Linked DNA regions of Mus musculus: region 2 is linked to region 1. Evidence: chromatin contacts called from public Micro-C data. All regions are on one chromosome and are shown on one strand. Each heading gives the region's core, a stretch centred on a gene start, on an enhancer-like site or on the middle of the called end of the contact. The rest is flanking DNA. Distances are from core to core; before and after follow the strand shown.

Region 1 (6,995 bases), core at 4,404-6,903:
CTCTTGAGGGTTAGGTGCATCATCTTTGAACGAACACAGACCGGGCAGTCCTCTACTGTATGTATGTTGGGGGCCTCATATCAGCTGGTGTATGCTGCCTGTTTGGTGGTCCAGTATCTGAGAGATCTCGGGGGTCCAGATTAATTGAGACTGCTGGTCCTCCTACAGGATCACCCTTTTCTTCACCTTCTTCCAGCCTTCTCTAATTCAACAATGGGTCAGCTGCTTCTGTCCATTGGTTGGGTGCAACTATCTACCTCTGACTCTTTCAGCTGCTTGTTGGGTCTTTTGGAGGGCAGTCATGATAGGTCCCTTTTTGTGAGTGCTCCTTATTAAAATGACATTTTCTGTTTGTGTGTGTGTTATGGTTGGCTGTGCAGTAGTCAATGCTCGGTTTCTAATTTCAGCTTCACAACAAAATTCTTGTGCTAATGTGAATGAGATACTTGGCCCTCCTACATCAGTGCATAAAAGAATTGGACTGATCCGGCTGATCTGAAGGGTGTCAACTCATGAGTTTTGGAAGGCCTGCTCTTGTGTTTACATTATTTTTGTACCTTTGACATCTCAGTTTTTGAATTACTACTATAGCTAAAAGTTAAATTACTCATTGTTGAAAATATTACCTGTTATCTCATGACTCAGAAGAGAAAGCTCTTCTTACAGGGTTACATTTAAAGTGGGCATGGGAATTATAAGAGAGAGGCACCGTAAGATTTTGCATTTTATTAAATATTTAGTTTGGTTGATTGGGCTACCACCATCTTTCTCTTTTAAGCTATAAAATAAGTAGAATATTTTTAAAGAGCAACTACTTGCCACCTACATATTATTTCATGCTATTTTAAACTTTATTCATAACTTGTTAAAGTCAGAGTTAAGGTTTAAGTTTCACATGTTTTTGTATGGAACTTATGCTTGAGTTTTAAGTCCACATATCACTGAAAACACAAATAAACTTAGGATTGGATAATTCACTTAACTTTTTAAGTTTGCCTTTATAATTTTTAAAAAGCAATAGTAGATGTTACCTTTCCTATAAACTCTTATAGAGTTATTGTGAGGATTAAACGAGTGAGTTCATGTCTGTAAAGCTTTCACGAGTAGTAAAAACAGTGTACAAATACTAAGGAGTGTCCCTGCAATTACTGCTGTAACTAAAGAAGGAACGATAATAAAGTCCAAGTCAGAGCAACACACACAGCTTAAGAACATTCAAATCTGGGGCATTACTTAGAATGCTCCTCTGTGGCAGCAGACTCTTTAGAGATGTTTTCGAAATTTTCTGTATTTTGCCTTAATAACTAGTAAATGTAAAACAAGACTACATCTACTGTCTTTAAATAACTTTTTATACTTAGTGTTCACAAGTTGCTTTTGATCATATTTATTAAGTATAGAAGCTAATTTTTAAAAAGTAAGCAATTGTTATGGGAAATGTTTTCAAACATTTAATTATTATACCATATAGTTCATTGGTTTTTAAGCATCAGGGTGCATAATAATCACCTTACAGTATTTCTTAAATTTTAGTTATCCAAGCTCCATCACCAGTAATTGGTCAATGAAACTCAGGAATCCTGCATTGTAGCTGGTCCAATCAATTGAGAAAATATTAGTTGACTTTTATGTCATCTACATATAGTCTCAGATGTATCACAATCAGCAAGTGAGTTTTCATATGCATGGATTCCAAAGTCACATGTATCTTATAAAAGCTACTCCATCAGTTTTTATTGCAAACTGTGAGAATGACTGCTTTTTATTTTTTTAAGGTCTAATGTTACAATATGTTTATCCTTGCATCCAAATTCAACTTCATCAATCATATGATTCCTTAAGTAAATACAGCTGTATTTTACATGTGAAAGGCTAGTCAGTACTGCCATATATTAAAAGTTTAGTCTTGTCTTATAACCAAAACTTACGGAAGAAGGACAATACTTTTTGTTTTTCACACAGGTTACTTAATTTATCTTTACCTACAAGTCTGCATGTACAGTGATAGTCTGTCTGTGCTTCAGATGAAAACCCCTGTGTAGAATCCATTGTGACATTAGTTGACAGCTGTGTACACCAAAGTTGAGATTCAGGGTCTGTGTTTTTTTCACTACATTATATTATTTTCCCCAAATCTAATGAACCTTTATCAAATTCTCATTATGTTAAGTGGTAGTATCTAATTTTGGGAGGCATAAATGTGTGTGAGCCACTTGATATAATAGTTATTAATTAAATCATGTTAATGGAAAGAAATTCTTACTTTTCCATTGAAAATGATTTCTGGATGGAGGTAGAAATAAAATACCAACAATCAAAAGGAGCCTACATAGTTCTTCTAACTATAGTCATTGAATTCTTAAGTAGCTTTACTTATGGGATTATGAGGTATTTCCTACAAGAGAAGAAAACTAGGCTTGTAATGGTTAAGTGACTCATACATGATTGCATATTTAGTAAGGGGCAGAGCTTAGGTTAAATACGGATTCAGTCTAACATTGATAGCAAAGTTAGTTCTCTTACTATATTATCAGTGACTTTAAGTGTACTCTTTACAATCATAGTATACCCCAGAATCAAAAGGTGTCACATTTGTTAACCACAAGTCACAAAGTGCTAATAAGCTTTGTAGGATATAAGTTTATTTCTAATGCATGTCGAGTAGTCACAGTGTAAAGAAACTATGGTCTGTGTCATCTATGTTTGAAAATAACCATGATCTTATAAATCAAGATACATATATAGTTTGGGAAAGTTTTGATGACAACTTAATTCATATATTAAACATGTATGTATGTATGTATGTATGTATGTATGTATCCAGATGTAGTAACAGGAGAATGTAATCCTTTCTTTAGAAGAACTTCAATTTTGGGGATTTGGATTACATTTGAAATTCTAAGAGTGACCTTTTCCCAAATTACACTCTTTTAGGTGGTCATCTTGGGAAGAATGAAGGGTAGATCTTAAAATTAAGAAGTTTACCTACTCTTTTTTCAAATATAGAAATTAAAACATGATTTTGTAGAAAGTCAAATTTAGTAAGGGAGTATGAAATGGAAAATTTTGTCAGTAATTTATTTAAGCTCCACAGGGAAAATTCTGTAGGCTCTTTGAATATCCTAAATTTATTTTGATTTGAGACCAGCTTAAAGGGCATGTCTATCTTAAAACAGTTCTCCATTTTTCTGAGGAAAATTCCACAGGAGCTAGTAGTGGGAGGTAGTATACCAACAGTGACCCTGTTGGGGCCAAATAAGCACTTTGACATAACTCACTCCTTCCCGATCTTGAGGCCAGCGTGTGTCCTGGCTACTGGGCATGTTCAATTTTGACAGCTAATTTTATGTCTTTGCAAACACAGAAAGTCAGAAAACTCAATGGGGAGGGGAAGGTGTGACTGGTATTATGTAGATGAGGTTTTGGCTCGGAGTAAAACGTGAAAACATCTAGCCAGTATAGGCATATGGGAAGCAACTGGTTAGCCTTGCTTTGCAGGTTAGGAAGGAGAAGCCTGCATGGGTAAAATGACTAGTTACAGCTACACATGTGTTTTCAGGGTTGAGACTTGTACTGGAGCTATTTCTTCAGTGAGAACATTGCCTGGCTTGGTGCCTCTATTGATGAAGAAACTCTAACATCTCTGCAGCCTGTTTCCTCCCTCCTCTTTTCTTGCTGTTGCTGTAATATCTGAAAATTATTTTCGTGATAGTTTCAGGCTTAGGTAGACTGTCAGGTAAATTTTGAGCATGAAGGATGTTTAGAACAAGCTGATCTGTAAGGCCAGTGTGCATCCTTTTAAGCATGTGTATCTTTTATTCAGACCATATATGTAACAATCATGGGGTTAGAAATAGACATGGTGTCGAATAAGTAGAGATTGTGCTCATGGCAGAGCTCTAAATATGGAAATTGTAGTGAACATACAAGGTTTTAAAAACAGCTTCATAATCATATTACATGGAATTAGAGTAGATACATTAATTAGAACTTTAGTCTTTGAAAGGTTTATAACTTCCTTAGATATCTCCTCTGCTTGAGCCTTGTGGGAAAATTTCACCTTGGTTCCCATCTTACCTGTTGAGGTCATATCTATTAGTCAGCTTCTCACTGTTACAGTAAATAGAAAATCTGTGGATGGTGCAGTGTGTGGGCAGTAGCTTCACTTTTCCTTATAATGCCGCCTTACTGGTTTCTCTGTGCCAACTGAAACCACAACCTGAGTTTGACTTGGTCACCGGAAGCTAACCCAGTAACTGCATAGAAGAACTCAGAGGGAATGTCATCATATTCAACATGGTTTGCACACACTGCAGTAGAGTTTCCAGTCCTCTAAACTTTGGTTAGTGAATGTTTGAGTTGTTACCAAACATGAATGCAGATCAGGTAGATGGTTCTCATATTGACATACCCACAGCCATCAGAGCCTTGGATTCTATTCTAAGAATTGAAATTAATTGAGTTCAAAAACAGCCATACATTTGATTCACAAATGTGTCCTATTTGCCAATAGCACCTAGTTTCCTTATAGGTAGGGCCTGCTGACAAGTTTGTGTTTTCATATCTCAGCTATGGAGTCAGTCAGTCTCAGTGGCCTGAGGAGGCCAGTGGTGAGGGCCTGCGGCTTTGTTAGAAGCGGAGCACAGGCTTCTCACCTCCCATTTAAATTCACACCAATTGGCAGGAAGTTAAGTGTGGTTCTGTAAGAAATGGAGAATGCTTAAGCCAGAAGGAGCTAAAGTAACTAAATGACATCTTCCAAGGATTCTACGTATTTCCCACAGTTCTCATCTAGACTTCATCTTTATCAAGTTTTCAAAATAAAAGATGAAGTTGACCGCCTTAAGGAGACAGTAGCCTTAGCCTACAAACTCTAAAATTATAGGTGGTGCAGTTTGGATATTCTTGGGGACAGATAAATATGCTCTTATCTACTACAAATTAATTATTTAGTTAAAATTCTCTAGAAAAATAAGTACTGATCCCCAACAAGTTATTTAGGACATAAAAAAAGAGGTAGCAGTTCAAAATTTTCCTTATCCTGTTTTTAAAATTATGAACATAGATTTGCATGAGAGGGAGAGATTTGGTTAATTGCCATTTAAATATGCAGCTCCAGGTTTGTGGGCATCTCTGTGAGCCAGGATACAAAGACCATAGAAAAAGATTCTTGTTTGGAAATTACATTTCATGTGGCTAAAAACACTAAAGGAGTTTCTTGTTATAATAAGGTGAAAGTGGTTACCAAAGAAACAAAAGTTTCTTATCGCTTGGCCTGAGGCAAATGTGGCATATTAAGCTTAAAATGAATTCTTGTCTCAGGAGTGCACACAACTCTTATTAATGTCTTAGAAATTATGCATACATAGGAGAAAAGGAATAGCACTTTCAAGATACATTTGAGAAAGCATCTATTGGGGTCCAGATGCTGTCTAATACGTAATGTGGATACTTAAGCCTCAGTCAGATTTTGCTGTTTTTACCTCTCTTACTGGGGCTTCACATTGTGCAGAACGACTTGTTTTTGTCTTGAAAGGGCCTTTCTCTTCATGATAGTCAGGTTCCCGGGTGTCCTGAAAGAGTTAATGTAGTTTCCAAGAGTGCCCAACTTCCTTCCAGGGAGTAGTGAGTGCATGTGAGCTAGTCTGGCTCCAGGATATGTGTTCACATCCCAAAACCAATTTGGCACAACTTGAAATGTCTGCTAGGCAGAGGATTCAGTGTTGTTAGGCCACGCAATTAGTGCTTTATTTCATGAGCACCAAATTCACCCAATAGTGTTTTGTTGTAAAGAAGAGCCTGAAATTCACAATAACGGGTTTCATTTATCAGAGCCATATGGGACTCACCATCTTTGGATATATTTGTAAGGCTTTCACAAAGAAGAATCCTGAGGCATCTCAGATTTCACGGATTGGAGGGCAATCTGGATGAGGATCGTTTGTTTGGAAATGATGAACTGTCCTTTCATATGTAGCCTCCAATTTCAGTAATCCTTGAGAAGATCCAAAAAGCCAGGAAAGAGTTAAGTAAGCCTCAGCTTATTAGCTTTATTGGACAATAAAGACCATGGTTTTTATTCTTAGGTCTGGTTCAAATGCCAAGTGCACCTTTGATGTTAAAATTTGGCCACCTAATCTCTAGTTTGTGATGTGGCCTGTATGAGAGGGAAGGTGGGTTCGAAGCCTCAACATTTTTTTTTTTGTCACTTTCTGCTAGTCGGTCTTGGTCATATGTCAGTGGGTTGCCGGGAAGCTCTGAGTAAAATAGTGAACTGAAAATTTAACCATGGTACTTTTGATAGCTGATAATTCAACATTATTTCTGTGCTGCCTCTTTTCCCTGTGATCTTTAAGGGGGTGATGCAAGATGTTCCCAAAAAGTGCTAATATAAATTGATTTTTAAATAAGTTTCTTTGTTAGTAGTCTATAAACTTAGATATTTCTCATAAGATATTTCTTCTGTGATTCACTTGGCTAATACTTTTTTTTTAAGTTCCTTATTTTACTTGGCTATTGATGACTTATAAACTAATGTTTAATCATTCGTTAAATATAAATGCTTTTGAAATATAAAGTACTATTGTGTAATAATGACAACCATTAATTTTTTTATAATATTTTCAGACTTTTGAATGTTGGTTCTGTAGGTTTATTTATTTGTTGTTTGGGAGCTCTTGGTGCTGCCTTATAAATCTGGCTAAATTTGAATCTGTGCAGGTAGTTAGTAGCACTGTGACAGATGCTGTTGCCTGTATGAAACTCATATAAACTTCATAAGGGTGCTGATTTCAACCTTTAGATATGATATTGGCATTCACTTGAAATAACTTTTGTTCATTTTCAATATTATTTTATTGCACTTGCTTTTACTTTACTATTATTGAATTTATACTGAATACTTAAACACTTCACTGGTTAACAGTCTTTTTATTGGTATGTTTTAGATTTCCCAGAGAATGGTCACTGCTTTTTTTTTTTTTCAGTTATAAGCA
Region 2 (7,024 bases), core at 3,659-6,158, 170 kb after region 1:
TCGTCGAGAGTGTTAAGTCACCATGGACAAAGGCCATTATTATACTGAAGTCTCGTGTATCACAGTTTAAGAACAAGATAGAGGGTGGTTCTTAAGAGTTGGAAGCACGTTCTGTCCTGTTGTAGACTATGGCTTTTCTATGAGTGCTAGTGAAAGTACACACACGGCTTATAGACCAATGCTGGCACTTTCTTTCTTCATGATGTGCATGTATATGAGAGCATTTATCAGCATACAGTCAGAATTAACCATGAGCTGTATCTGTGGGCTGGCAGGCCGGGAAGAATACAGCACACACTCCTCAGATCAGTGTTGTTTGGCAAGTCTCACCACCTTGGCAGAGCTGAACTGAGACCTAGAGGAAGCAGTACTCATGCAGGCAGCCATGTAGCATTTAAAATAATATTTAATTTATTCAGTTTGCCACATTTTTCAGCAGCTACATTATTTGCTTTTGTTACAAAAACATGGTTACAGTCTGCACACAAAACACTAAATAGATACTTGTTCATTTTAGTAGATCTAGATACTCAAAATGGATATTTAAATTTTCAATGTATTTTTCTACCATCTGTATCAGATTATGAACTGCTAAAAGCAGAAACCACAGAGTCCTTAGGTAGGTTACAGAGTATCTTGTCAGCTAGTCCAGTTGGTCTACAGAAGAGGGAAGGGCCACAGCAAGCTGAGCACCTCAGTGTAGCCAGGTGTGCTGGGAGAAGGTCAGCAGTGCGCGGCCCTTTTATGGTTTTCCTTCAGTTTCCTCATGGCACCAGACAGTGTTGCTTACTCCTGCTTTCTAAATGTGTTCATATGGTTTAAAAGGGTGGGGGATTCATAAAGTACACAGAGAAACTAATGGCTATCAACCTACCTTATTCATCAAAGACTGTAGCTCATCTAGTGTTTTACTGAAATGAAATTTAAAAATCAAAATGGAATCAATGCTCAAATATTTTGCTTATTTGTTTTTTTTTTTAATAAAAGTACTTTCAAAAGTAATGTTCTAAGACTGGCTTTAATGGTATATGCCTTTAATTCTAGCACTGGGGAGGTAGAACCAGGCAGACTTGTGTGGGTTCAAGGCAAGTCTTGTCTCTATATAGCAAGTTACAAGATATCCAAAGTTACATGGTGAGATCCTGTAAACAGTTAATAGATAAACAAATAAAAAAACAAGCACTCCACAGCTAAAAATCTACGGGAAAATCCCATCCATCATAAAACCATCATGGTTTTGTCCTATAGACAGCATGTTCCTAGCTTCCTACAGCCTCATCAGTATAAAGGATTAGCAGTTATTTATCTTACCGGAAGAAAGAAAATTGTATTACACCAATGTCTTTTGTGCAGGTTATATCAGATTTCATATTTTAAAAAGTTAATTACAAATTTAGATTTCTTTTTTTATGATCTGAGTGTTAAATGTTTAATATTTTTCACTGAGTTTTCATTTTATTTTTTCATTTTTTCAAAAAGATCTTTACCAATTTTTATAGCATATTTGTATGTTATCAAAAGTTAAATTTTGCAGGTGCCTGAGTGAAGCTGGGAGCTGGCAAGGTGGTCTTCCCTTGGGAAGAGCACACCAAATGGTTGTCCATGTCAAGATTTTAAGCCTGGAAGCACACATGCTAGTAACATTATGTGGACTCTATAAGTTATATTTAGGAATATATGTGTATATAAATATGCATATATGCATGTGATACAATGAGAAAAGAGGCCATAAATTTAAGAAGGGGTGGGAAGAATATGTGTGTGTGTGTGTGTGTGTGTGTGTGTGTGTGTGTGTGTGTGTGTGTGCGTGATTGTTGGAGAGAGGAAAGTGAAGGGAAATAAAGTCATAATTAAATAACAATCTCAAATTTTTAAGCACTTAGAAAAAATGAAGTTTTGTGTTCCTAGTTTTAGTTATTAATTTCTTTTTGCCCTGTAGTATTTGCATACAGTAGTGCTCACTGCTCATTTACTTTGTGACTTAGAAGAACTCATATGGAGAGAACTTATTCACATTTTTTTATAGCAGATTTGTGGTGTAATCTTTTATTTAATATTTATATTTTGATTCAACTAAATTTTACATTCTGTGTACTTTCAAAATGCATTAACTCTTGTTTTTGAATGAAAGTAGCAGTTTTATTTTTTCACTTGAAATGAAAAAAAAATCCTTTTTTGTTCCATAAACTTTTTAGGAAGACAGAGTTAGCACAAAGGCAAAAAAAAAAAAAAAATAGTATTATATTGAGAACTGGAATGTTAGAATTTGCATGTCTTTCTTTAGCAGTCACTGATGTCTACTGCTTGTGACATAGGACTTCCCAAGAAAGTCTCTCGTTTACAAGAATAAATTATTATATTTTGATTGTCTAAGCAATGATTAAATCAGTGAAAGCATCATAGAATAAATCAAACCCCTAGTGAGATACTTTTAACAGCAAATACAGTTCATACGGCAATGTTAATTTTACTTACTTAAGAAAAGCACTCATCAGGAAGACCCTATAACTGAACAAATGAAATAAAAATTTGAACATTGTAATTTTTTGCAAGACACAATAACCAGGTGATAAATAAGTTTATTTGTGTCTTAAAGAGTTGGCTTCATGTAGTCATTATTAAAAGGCAATCTTTTCATATGATTTTTGTTTAACTTTAAAGGGAGCTTAGACTAAGAATTCTGATAGCCTGTGTCTTTACAATGTTTTATTTTTTAAAAAAGCAGTTACAAAGTTGAATGTTTAGCAATAAAAGAACCTTATCCGGCTTAACATGTATTTGTAACTGTTTGATGACAAGAGAGGTAAAGGATAAGGTGTACAATCCATGTCACTAATTTTTCTTTTACTTTCAAGTTAAGTTTTCATTATTATTTTTGTGTGTATGAATGTTTTGCCTACATATACAGCTGTGTATCATGTGCACGTCCAGTACCCACAGAGACTAGTAAGGGATTTTGGTACCCCTGTACTTGGAGTTGTGGATAGTTGTGAGTTGTTATTTGGGTACGAGGGATCAGTCTTGAGTCCCCTGAGAAAATAGCCACTTCTCCTCATTTCTGACCTACCTCTTTACCTCTATTTTTAATATTATTGAGTCATATGTAAACATATATAATCATATATATTTTTATATTATACCAATAACAAACTCAATGTAAAACTATTTGGGAAATTCAAAAAGTAAGAATAAGAAGAGTCAAGGTATCTTTGATATAATTATTAACTATTAGAAGAAAGAGTTATTAATATATTGGTGTTTATTTTTAAAACCATGGGCCATTGCTCACAACATATAATTTATTGGTTGTGATTTTTGTTAGCTAGCAATATAATTCAATCATGATTTTTCTATTAAATAATTTTCCCTTGTCTATTTATGTATTCCATAAATGTATACTATACCATCTTGACAATCGATTAGTTGTATACATGCAAATTAGTTACTTCTAATTTTTCTATGTTGAAAATAGAAGAATATCTTTGTATAGGTACATTAATGGACAACCCTGATAAATGAATGGTTGGTCTGAAAATTTTAGCCTTTGATGGGTTTAGAAAGGCCATTTGTGTGCATGCACACATTGATGGCTGGTCGGTACCAACCCTCCTTAAAGGGAGCTTTCTGCTCATATCACTATTGTCTGTGGGTAGAAAACTCTGTGGCCTGGAGAAAGCACTCAGTGGTTGGGGGAAGAGGGTAGAAAGTGGCCAGAAGTGAGGTCATCAAAGGTAATATTTTTGTTTCAAAACTTGTTGCATGCTGCGAAAGGCTTGAAGTATGTCCAGCTTACTTCAAAGCTAACTTGTGGTTTTTTTTTTTGTTTTGTTTTGTTTTGTTTTTTTTTTTGTTTGTTTTGTTTTTAAGCCCCGAGGGAGTGCTCACTTGGCATGGTTGAATGTCCCTGTTAGCTCAGTCAGTAGCCTGACCCCTCCAGCACCCCGGCTTCTTCTGTGATTGAGACCACTTAGTCATACTAATCATTGCATGCAGAAAATACATAAAAGATTTGTATTCATCACTCAATATGTTTTGCTGCTCAAGTGTCATGAAACATTCAGGGTGTATTAACTGGCAGATGCACACCTGGAGTATGTTCTTAGCTTTAGAAACTGCTAATTTAAAAAAATCAAATATTTAATTTTGAGGGAAAAATCAGTTTTGGATTTTGAGCATATATATCATCTTTCATTTTGGCCCAATTAACCCAGCAGGTGTGTGTAAATTAGGTCACTACTTTGTCACCGTGGTAACATGCATTGGGGAGGTGGATCTTAACCACCTCCAGCACAGGTGATGTTGGCTGAGTTAGTATTAAGAGGTGCTTTTAAAACAAACACAGAGAATTTAATATGATAGAGTGGGAAAAGGTGGTTTGACACTGGGTACTGACAGTACTCTATGACACAAAAACAAGTGCTGCCTGAAATCTCCATTAACAAGAAGGTTTAATGAGCCTGAGAATCAGAAATGTTGTGTGAAACTTACTCAGAGTCTCTCTGAAAGGACAGATGCTATAGTACCATGAGGTGATGAGTTTGTTGTTTCTCATGAAACAAGGGATTTGGGGATCAGTTGTAAGGCCTCTAGAAGTTAAAACTGGTTTCAGAAATAAGTCTTGGTTTTGAGAATGTCTCTGAGTGTCTGGAATCTAGTCAAAACCTAGAGGTGTTGTTTCGGTTTTTGTTTGCAACGAGAGGGTCTGATTCTTTCTTTTGTGTGCTCTATTTTAATCAATATTCATAGTTGCTCATGGGGTAAAGCATTGGCAGAGTTGGTCTCTGCCAGCACCCCAGCACTGATACTGTCTCTAACTCCGGCGTCCCACCAGGTGGAAAATCAGACATGCCTCAAGATCGCATGTAGTGCCTGTGCAATCTGTTTGGCTGTCGAAGGCTCCAAATCATGTGGGCATTCTGCAGCCCTACAGAGTGATAGAATTTCCTCACTTATCACTGACAAGTTCACACCTCTTTTGGTCATTAAAATTGTAAATGTGTATTATCAAGATGCTAAAAGCAGGCTGATGATATACAACCCACTTCTAAGGAAATGTGTCTTCCTGGGCAGTTTGAGCTCCTGCTCACTGATGCTGCTGTCCCCACCTGCCTTTGCTGCTCCATATGTTATTTTATAGCTTTCAGTTGCCCTTCTGTCCTGCCCAACGTTTGTATTACTTATTGTAATTGAAGCATTTTTATTCCATTGATTTTTGATAATATTTTTCCAGTGGCATTTAAGAAACTTGAATTCCCTTTGCGTTTTCTTTTTTTTTTTTTAACTTGGTTGTGACCACAGCATTATTGCTTATTTTGTATGTTTTCAATAGTTAATATTTATAAAACACTGAGCAAACTCTCTGAGATTGCTTTCTATAATCTCCCTTTCTGTGAATCAAGAATGAGAGTTACTAAGAGAAGAGACACAGCAAGTCACCTTCTCAGAATGTTAGTGTATTTACTAGGTGGGAGAGTCAAGGGTCTGTGATTTTCAGGTTTGTTTCTCTTTTTCATTACCCAAGAGCCCTGCAGGCTTGGAGACTCACAAAGGGACACCAGGGCTGAGTGGGGGAGCAGTTGCCTCAAGTGCTCTTTACTTAGAAGATGTCTTGCATGGACGTCCTCCTTACGTTCAAGTCGTCTTCCCATTAACTCCCCAGTGGAGTTGGAAACCATTTATTTTGAAGAAATGTTTATTACAAAAAAGCCCTGAAGTCTTAAGGAAATCTATTAACCTGGTAAGATAAGAAAGAGCCTGTATTGTACACTTAAGAACAGCCTCCCACATTCTAAGACCTGGTCCATTCAGGAGAAAAGTGAATGTCAGTACAAATGATTGGAATGGAAATTTTACCAGAGCAGGATCCCAGCCTGTTCCAGACATGGGATACCAAACAAAATACAAGGATTGAGTTAGCAAATCTAATAAAACTAATAAAGGAACTTATGATAGAATCAGGGAACTTGGACCCAAATTGAGGTAACCAAGCAGGGGGTGGGGTACAGACATTTGAAGAGAGGAGTTTCTTTCATTGTTTGATGAAATAATTTTTACCCCCTTTAAGTAGCATGTTAAAAAAGAAAGAGAGGTTGGTGTGACTGAGACAAAGAGCTCACAGTCACAGAACTGGTTGGTTTTATACCTTCCTTTACTGAGCATTGTCCTTCAGTACAATGCAGAGCCATTTCTTTGTTCTCACAAGCTAGCAGTTAAATTGTATGTAAATGTATGCAAATTAGATGCTGTCTAATAAAGAAAGTCATTAGATGGAAGAAATATTTAGTTTAGAAAAAAAAGCAGGTGTATTGTGTAAAAGAAAATGTAACACTACAAAAAAGCCCAAAATTCTGTGGACAGTTATAGGAAAAAATTATTAAAATAGATTTTTAAAGACTTACGTCTTCTTGACCTTTCCTTTGTGCTTATATATGTGTGCTTGTTTTTAAAATATTTACATATAAAACTAGAGGACTGGCTTCTTTCCCAGAATTACTGGAAGCACCTTCACCAGGAACATTTGGACTTGAATAATCTCCACAGCAGCATTTTTCCTTGAATTAAATGAAATGCAGAATGAACTATTTTCCCAGGAAGAAGCTGCTCTTTAGGTTGATACAGGCCTCATGGTCTTATGATAGATGCCTTACAACAGGCCATGATAGTTATTCTTCGTTCACCTTTGAGGAGTGAGAATTCTATGTCCATTCCAGCCTCTGAAAAATTCCTTAAAAGATACTTAAACCATAAGGTTCTTGTGAGAAGCCTGCAGTTTTCATGATCAGTGCTGTGTTCAGTATGTAGTAAGTACAATGACATGTACTCACTAGACACTACTGTTTTGCTTTGAGTGACTAAATGTTATTCATTTTTTGATCACACACATGGTTGTGGGTGTCAAATACCTTTGTAATCTCAGGAATACAGGTAGTGAAGCAGCCCCCCACCCAGGCTTGTACGTAGCACTTGTATGGTCAATGCTTACTGGAAACAGAGAGTCTCGCTATTCAGTTTCCTCAATTCAACT

The links. A called contact is a pair of places that touch in the nucleus more often than the background predicts.
Region 2: a contact with region 1 is called in a Micro-C map of muscle stem cells, with 3 times the contacts expected there. The contact joins two enhancer-like sites. A contact is called at or near these places in 3 of 39 promoter capture datasets (3T3-L1-derived adipocytes, hippocampal neurons and liver), 3 of 484 Hi-C or Micro-C datasets (muscle stem cells and myocytes), 1 of 115 datasets of contacts at active chromatin or transcription factors (astrocytes) and 2 of 9 other capture datasets (adipose tissue and pancreatic islet).

Annotation. Positions count from the first base shown.
Region 1 is chr16:42,915,963-42,922,957 of GRCm38.p6, forward strand. All of the region lies in intron 1 of Zbtb20 (zinc finger and BTB domain containing 20), which reads left to right. Among named protein-coding and RNA genes, the nearest start is that of Gm19522, 7.4 kb to the left of the region's middle. Within about 2 kb of position 5,654, at least 9 of the 459 cell types and tissues checked have an H3K27ac peak or open chromatin away from gene starts, as enhancers often do. A contact at or near this core is called in muscle stem cells, where this site is marked.
Region 2 is chr16:43,090,088-43,097,111 of GRCm38.p6, forward strand. All of the region lies in intron 2 of Zbtb20 (zinc finger and BTB domain containing 20), which reads left to right. Among named protein-coding and RNA genes, the nearest start is that of Gm25873, 33 kb to the right of the region's middle. Within about 2 kb of position 4,909, at least 12 of the 459 cell types and tissues checked have an H3K27ac peak or open chromatin away from gene starts, as enhancers often do. A contact at or near this core is called in muscle stem cells, where this site is marked.